Linked DNA regions of Pan troglodytes: region 2 is linked to region 1. A link is a contact called in public capture Hi-C data. All regions are on one chromosome and are shown on one strand. The core of a region is the stretch at or near the end of the contact, and the rest is flanking DNA. Distances in the headings are between cores, read along the strand shown. Region 1 overlaps LOC134810525 (a long non-coding RNA gene). Region 2 has its middle 100 kb from the start of MIR148A.

Region 1 (3,864 bases), core at 102-2,601:
TTGCATCTTTGTTCACTGCCACTGCTGCCACCATCTTGAATCGACATGAACTGTTCTTGATTTACAAAGATTTGGGCCAGGCGCGGTGGCTCACGCCTGTAATCCCATCACTTTGGGAGGCCAAGGCAGGCAGACCACCTGAGGTCGGGAGTTCAAGACCAGCCAGACCAACAAGAAGAAACCCCATCTCTCCTAAAAACACAAAATCAGCCAGGTGTGGTGGCGCGTGCCTGTAATCCCAGCTACTCCGGAGGCTGAGGCAGGAGAATCGTTTGAACACTGGGCAGTGGGCGAAACTCCATCTCAAAAAAAAAAAAAAAAAAAACCAAAGATTTGGTTCATGGGCTTTTGCACCTCAGTGGCTGCTGGTGCACCCCCCACTCTTTCCCTCGTTTCAGTGCCTCAGCTTCCAAACTCAGATTCTATACTACTCACTTCCAATCTCCTGCTTCCCCAAAGCCCATGCACAACCCTAGCCCAGAAGAGCGGGGGCTGTGCTGGCCACATCACCAGGAAGTGCACTGGGGCTCAGAAAGGCCCAGCACATTTTTACCAGGTTCAGCCCATATGACAGCAGGGACAAAATTATTCCAAGTGTGCACTGTTTTTGTAACATTAACAGGCTTCACAGTTTTCAGCAACTCATTTAGTCTTGGTGATCAGTCGACATACCATTCGCTAAAATGTGCAACTGTTTCTGTCTATTTTATAAGAGGTTAGAAAGAGCCCTGTGACACCAACACGGGCATTTAAAAGGGCATTTAAATACCAGCTCCAGTGGACTTCATCCAGGAGGGCATGTCTTGAGGACTTTTACTGCCTTGCAGACTTCATATTTCTAGCTTCCAGGCTAGTGAACATCTATGTGAACCTGATGTATTTACAGCTTTGCCACTTTCTTTTGTTCGATAGAAAACATAACACCTTTGATCATGATGTCTAACATTCGCTATCAGTTGGCAAAGAATGTTAAGCAATTGTATGAGCATCCCTCTCCAGCCTTCATCTGCTCTTCTGTGCCCTAATTCGATGATTTCCACCCAGACCCAGCCAGTGCCCAGTGGTGGCTTAGCATCACTTCTCAGGATCACAGCTGTGGGCAATGGTTTGGGCAGGGGTTAGGTCAGGGACACAGATCCAATATCATTTGGCACTTATTCCCCACTATTACTAACCTCCCAAGACAGGACAACTCGTGCCCCTCATAGATTCTCAGGTACAGGGCCTGGCCTTTTTATTCTCCACATCTTCCTCATGGGGTCTGCTGTGGAGCTCGCTGCCTGTTGCTAATTGACAAGTCAGTGTCTCCCAGCTACTCAGGGACGGAGCCAGAGTTGGATTCGTAGTCTCTCCCCGGGCAGAGCCAGCAAGTTCTGCTCCAGGGGTGCGATTCTGCCAGGGCAGGCAACTTATTCCTCGGTGTTCAGACTTCATTCTCACAAGAACGCCAGTCGAGTAACACGGATTGAAAAGTTGGCTGGGGCTCATAACTGCATATTTTGTGCCACTGAGAATTATCTAGAATTTTTTGAAAAGTCATAGTCTATGCATGTATGTTCAAGAATTGTGTTTGGAACAGGCAGGGGGCATAAGTTTGTTAATATACTCATAATTTCACTGCTTTTCAGATTGCCAAGAGATCTTTGAGAACGTTTAGAGGAGCTGCCTCATTTTTATAATTAGGAATCCAAACCCCAGAGAGGGGCATAATTCACAGACACACAACTAATTCACTAAATAATTAATAAGACTGAGAGAAACTCCTCCTTATGCAAATTTAAATAGGAGAATCCATTCCCAGCTCCTTTATTGTTACCTGTTTTTCTTTTCCACTTTCAAGCTATGTTAGATTTTTGCTGTTCTGATATGATTCAGAATTATGTCTCCTCTTTTAAAATCAAACTACTATGTAATTTTCAATAAAACTGTAAAGAATAAGAGACAATGACAGACCAAAAAGGAAAACTCAATCTGGACTCATATTTGAATTCCTGAAAAATACTGTGAAAGAAAATACAACTAATTTATGTACTGTAAAGAAAACATATTAACATAAATAACTAGTTCTACCTCTCTTAGCATACTTTTATAAAGGCAAAATGACAGACCCAGACATATTAAGAAAAGCATAGGAAAATAGAAATACATTTTACATCGCTAAAGCTAACCATTACAATTACTACTAAACAAAGGAATAAAAAAACGAAATTAAAAGCAGACATGAAGAAAACTAGCAGAGCGGCGCCACCTAGTGTCCATTTTATGAAAAGCGCCTAACATTTCCTGCGCCCTCCTGTGGTAGGATTTAGCAATCGGCCACAGACAAGAAAACAAATTCTATAAACATGATTTGATTTCTTTCCTCTGGAAGGAAGACAGAAAGAGATAGCATCTCAGCATACTTTCTAAGCAAGATATACTTTCATTCACCATAATTAAAACAGAACAACTACAAACATGCAATTTCCCATTGATCACAGCATCCTTTCTTTGGACATAATTTCAAGTAAACCCCAACCATTAACCTTTCTAAATGAAGTTACATTTTTTTAAGCCTCTCTGCCCCTGTGAAATTTTGTTCAGGACAAAATTTTGTGAATACCGTTCCTGTATCAACATTGTGGTAATATTTAAAAAGCAAAATGTAAAGAATTAATGTAGAAGTGAAGATGAGAGAATTTGAGGCAGAAATTAGAATCATCTTCCACGCCTCAGTTTACCTATCTGGAGTGTGGGGATAATTCTAACTCCAGTGTGCTACCTTTCTTTGGTGGTCGAGGGGAGTTGTCATTGGCAAAATCAAGTGGGATTAATGTCCATGGAAGCTATTGAAGAGTAGAAAGTATATGACTTACATAAAATAGATACACTTTGTTATTTTTGTTAAGAGTTGAAAACTCTAGTGAGACATCAGCACTGGCTGAGTTGAGGACAAATCAGTGAATCAGGAAATTAGAAGCCCTGAACTAGCCCCACAGCTTCTCCTTGGACTAGTCATTTAAGTCTGGGTAGGGGCCCCTTTGTTCTATAAAATGAGGATATTTTGTGCTATATGGCCCATAGTGTCTGTTTAGCTCTAAAATCTTAGATTCAATAATACAATTGCTTTCTCCCTGCCTCTGTGCCTGCAAAGACCCTCACTGCCTGTTCTCTGGATTCTTGCAATATCTTTCTAACACATCTATCCCAGCTCCAATCAATCTCTGGCAGATTAATCAGGGAAGATGAGTATTTCCAACATACATATGAAAGTGTAAGTTCAGTCATCTCATTGCCCCACTTAAAGGCCCAAAATGATTTCCCATGGCATTTTGGGGGGCAACCAGCTTTTATGGGCATCATCTGCTCTGTGCCAGGCAGTGTAACTCATGCTTTCTGTGCCCAGTGTCATTCCATCCACACAGTGACACCTTAAGATAGACAAGGTATGAAGCATTTTCATGGAGGAGGAAGCTGAGGGTACCAGAGACTCAGAGAAGGACTTCAAGTCTCCCAGTGAGCGAATGCAGAGCCTAGGATGAGAATCCAGGTCTCTGGTGCCAAATGGTGTAGCCTCTGTGAGTGATTAAGAGGTAGATTTTGGAGCCAGAAATACTGGAGTTGAAATCTGGGCTTTGTCACACACTGTATAACATTGGGAAGTTTCCTGAACTCTCTATGCCTCAGTTTCCTCATCTGTAAAATGGGGATAATAGAGATAATAATGATGTTTTGGTCAATGACGGACTGCATATATGATGGTGGTCTTACAAGATTATAATGGAGCTGAAAAATTCCTATCACCTAGCGACATCATAGCTGTCGTACCGCTGTAGGCATTACTCACACGTTTGTGGCGAAGCTTCTGTAAACAAACCTACTGAG
Region 2 (4,133 bases), core at 892-3,391, 280 kb after region 1:
AAGAGCAGGTTGTCAGCGAGACTGCCTCCCCTGCAGGCCAGTTGGGCTTGGAGCTTTGGGAAGGCAAGTTTGCAAGAGCCTAGGCCTGTTGCAGAAATACTCTGTCCTCAGCTTTTCCTTCAGGGCCAGGTCCTTGGATTCTTGGATAAGACATTTACAATATGCGGGCACCACACTGAATCAGGACTGTGTGCAGAGAAGCAAACCAGGCCTTTCCATATAGATAGGAAAAAATAATCATAACAGTTCATGGTTATGCAGCTTCCAATGGACTCCATTGTTACCTGGTAATCATCAGTCAATTGCCATCACCCTTAACCTTAAAGGTGTCACTTTCGTACTTCAGGTATTCTTTCCAAAGTCCCTCTACCCCTTCTTCTCCCTGTCTTATCTGTCCCTGATCTCTGCCACCCTCAGTTGCTTACATTGGCCAACCAGCCTGAAATGGGAGAGGTTGAATCCTTCATGCTATGTGCATAGCCAACATTCCACAAGATTTATGTCACTAAAGCCTGTGAAAATGACAAATGGTGAGAAAGAGGGCCAAAAAGGGAAGCAAAAATAAATCCAACTACGATTTAACAAAGGGCGGCCCAGTACCTGTACCTAGTGGGTGCTGTGATATCTTGAGGGACATGAATTTAACAAGAGAAATAAACTGCTGTATGAGGATCTTTAAAATGCTCTTGTTTTCCATTCAAAATCTCTTTAGTAAAGTTGCTTTTTACCCTGAAGTCATAATCCAATTGTGTCAACATGGTAATTAAACATCTGGATTGATTAGGTGGGAAAAGGGAGATTATTTTCTAAGATATTTTCTCTAAAAAATAAGCTTAAGAGTAGAAGGGCTCTGGTTTCCTGGAGCTGTCTAGAGTCATGGAAGGAAGGCCGCCAATATGAGGGATGAGGATGGCCACACAGTAGGGTGACTTTTCAATAAAATAACTTTTTTGTTCTTGTCACATTTAGTGAGCTTACTGCAACTACTACCCTACCAAAGTCACCGACTTCAGTAAACCATGGCTCAGCCATATGATGAATCATCCAGATGATCAAAATTATTCTTATGAAGAGCTTTTAACAACAAATACAGATACTTGTGATATAACACTGTGAACAAAAGCAAGATATACAAGGGCATTTGCAGTATAATGACAACTATGAAACCAATCCACATACGAGAACAGCAATACTCCAAAACTTCAAAAGGTGATTATCTATAGATGGTGGGATTCTAGATGATTTTGTTATTTTCTAGACCTTGTATTGAGTATTCTATAGTAAGTATGGATTCATTTTTATAATTAAAAGTATATTTTTAAATGGAATAAAATCTATAAAAGGCATCACCTACTTCTTTCAAAGGTCACATATTCCTTAATCATGGCTTGAAGCCTCAGAGCCAAAATGGCACTGTTCAAAATATACATCTGCTTTAGAACCTATTTTCTTCAATCTTTCCTATGATACTTAAAATTTCATAGACCTTCACAGAAATGTGGGAGGAAATCTGTTAGTGACTTTGTACACGCACCCAGACAATCTGGAACTGGTACTCTCCAGTGAAGCAGCCACTGGCCACTGTGGCTACCAAGCACTCGAAATGTGTCTGGTCCAAGCTGAGATGAGCTCTGAGAATGAAATACACACCAGCTATTGAATATATGGGAAGGGGCAAAAAATGTAAAATATCTCAATACTAACTTTATATTGATTACATGTTGAAGTGATATTTTTGAGATATTGCATTTAATGAAAAATACTATTAAATAATTTCACCTATTTTTTTTAATGTGTAATATAATGTCATATGTAAAATGAGCTATGTAGCTCACATTAGAGCTCTTTTGGACTGAAATACTCTAGAAAAAAATTCTGCAGAAGTGTGCTTCGATTATCCATCTATCATCTTTCAGAAACATGCAGGATCTGAATACACACAGATTGCTTGCCCAAGCCAGATCTATGGCCCCCAGTAAAATGTATTCTCCTGCCCCTCTTCCAAGTTGTATCACACTTTTAGTGGTCAGACAATTTCAGTTATTTCCAAGCGCAGACGAATTGAGGCCAGTTCGATGAACAGCACTTACAGGCTGCACCTAACAGCCGTCTTGACTTTCTTCAGACTGACACGGCCCACAGAGCTCAGAATTCTCTAACTCCCTAACATCTGCCTCTGTTCCCATGGATTCACTCACACATCTGTGTAACACTTCATTCAAAGGACACAGTCCCCATTTGAGACAGCCTCAAATATTCACAGCTCCCAAAAGGCTGTGCCAAAGAAACTTCCTCCGTGTAGCTGTAGGCCATCTCTCAAAGTGCCCTTGGTGTGAGGGGACTGAAAATTATTGCTCTTCAAAAGGGCAGGGGAAAATGAAAGGAAGGATTATATCTGCCTGAACTGCCAAACCAAACTCTGAGAAGCAGATTCTCCAGAGAGTGACTCAGGCCCACATGATGTTTGTTGGGGATGATGTTTTCACTGGGAGGCGAAGTGTGCATTTGCTTATCTGGCCAAAGGCTACTCAACTTATGTGGCCAGCCCACCCCACAGCAAACGTGTACAAGGGTTCTTGTTTCTCCCTGCTCAGAGCTGCATTTTCTCTCTCTACAGCAGTCATTAGAATAAATAAAACCCATATAATCAACATGAGAGGCAGAGGACATATTTTTGTAATGCACGGGGGGGAGGAGGGTGGTTTTTAAAATACCAGGGACACCGCGAATGCCACAGTTATTATGTCAAGGCTCATGAGGTCAAAGTCAGTTAATAATTCCCGATTATTCTCTTAAAGATGACTAACACACAGCCCAATGCTAACAGTTTTCATATTTTAATAATCTTCCATAGAGTTTTCTAATTTATTCAACCTCAGCAGATTCCATTTCTTCATAAAAATAAAGTATTTTTCATCACAGAGGAATAACTTCAAGTTTTTCTTCAGGGATGAGAATCCAAAATCCTGACTCTGCCTGCCACGCTACTGAGCTGTCTCCATTTATCTCTCTGAAATTTTTTGGCTTACAGATTAAAGCATTAGAGGAAATGAAACTATAAACATAAAAGAACAATAAAGATCATGATTTGTTTAATTTTTACATTCTTATTATTAAGACAGAATTTAGGAAGCAAAACTGCACTTTATCACTTTAAAATATACCCCCAAAATCACTACACTAAAGGGCATTATAAAGGGTGACATTGTAAGAATATTTAATTGACATGATTTGGGAGGAAGGGCTGGCAGCACACAAGGAAGAATCGAATGTGAAAGAGAATTTGGTTAATTTTAAAATGTTATCCAAGTAATTACAGTCATTATACCTCCCTGCGGCGCAGCAAAGAAGTAAAAATATCAAGCTCTCCCGCAAATTTTCCAATATATACATACTGTTAAAACATACACATGTGCACACAAACACGTACAGTGAAACCAGATTTTGGAGTTTATCGCTTGCCAAGGTTCACCCCAGAGCAAATATTTACTGCGGAGTTACAAAATTTTCCTGAAGGAGAACCAAAATGGAAGCGTTTACATACGCTGCAAGTACTTTGTGTGCGCAGGGGCCACAAGAAAGATATAGTTTAATAAAAACATTTATGGATTTTGAAAGCAAACACAATCCAAGAGTCTTGCACATGTGGGAAAAGATGATATTCCAGCCTAACACGTTCTCTCTTGAAGATCTTTTGGCTGTTTGCAGTGAGCAAACCCCAGTTTCCTCTGGGGCCCCGCTAATCTATATTGTAAACCATTCTCAGCAAACAAATGAAAGAACCATCCGACACTGCCCTCGGAGACAGCGGCAGGGATGCGGCTCTGCTCTACAGGCAGACAGAAACTTCCCAGGATGGGCGAAGGTGCTGCTGCATGAAGAACTGGGGTTCTCTAACCTAAACCTTCGCCACCTCCTCTTCCTATCAGGAGAATCTCTCTTAACTGATTTCCTCTGCATTCTCTCACCTCCCGGGCTACCTCCCACTTCACCATCGCAAAACGAACCCGATATTTGCAAAACTTAGGAAAAGACACACCGGCGTGCGGCCCACTGTTTCCACGCCTTTTGCCCCATGGCCTGAGAATCCACTGTATGCATGGCCTTAGAACCAAAGTTTTGCACTTCAAGTG

Evidence for each region. Capture Hi-C pulls out chosen DNA fragments and counts their contacts.
Region 2: a capture Hi-C map of stem cell-derived neural stem cells shows a contact between it and region 1, with 12 times the contacts expected there. The contact joins two enhancer-like sites. A contact is called at or near these places in 4 of 7 Hi-C or Micro-C datasets (blood, induced pluripotent stem cells and stem cell-derived neural progenitor cells), 1 of 1 datasets of contacts at active chromatin or transcription factors (stem cell-derived excitatory neurons) and 1 of 1 other capture datasets (stem cell-derived neural stem cells).

What each region holds. Positions count from the first base shown.
Region 1 is chr6:31,371,025-31,374,888 of NHGRI_mPanTro3-v2.0_pri, forward strand. The region is part of intron 3 of LOC134810525 (a long non-coding RNA gene); the gene reads right to left. Among named protein-coding and RNA genes, the nearest start is that of NPVF, 330 kb to the left of the region's middle. Within about 2 kb of position 1,352, at least 3 of the 24 cell types and tissues checked have an H3K27ac peak or open chromatin away from gene starts, as enhancers often do. A contact at or near this core is called in stem cell-derived neural stem cells, where this site is marked.
Region 2 is chr6:31,649,955-31,654,087 of NHGRI_mPanTro3-v2.0_pri, forward strand. No RefSeq gene overlaps it. Among named protein-coding and RNA genes, the nearest start is that of MIR148A, 100 kb to the right of the region's middle. Within about 2 kb of position 2,142, at least 2 of the 24 cell types and tissues checked have an H3K27ac peak or open chromatin away from gene starts, as enhancers often do. A contact at or near this core is called in stem cell-derived neural stem cells, where this site is marked.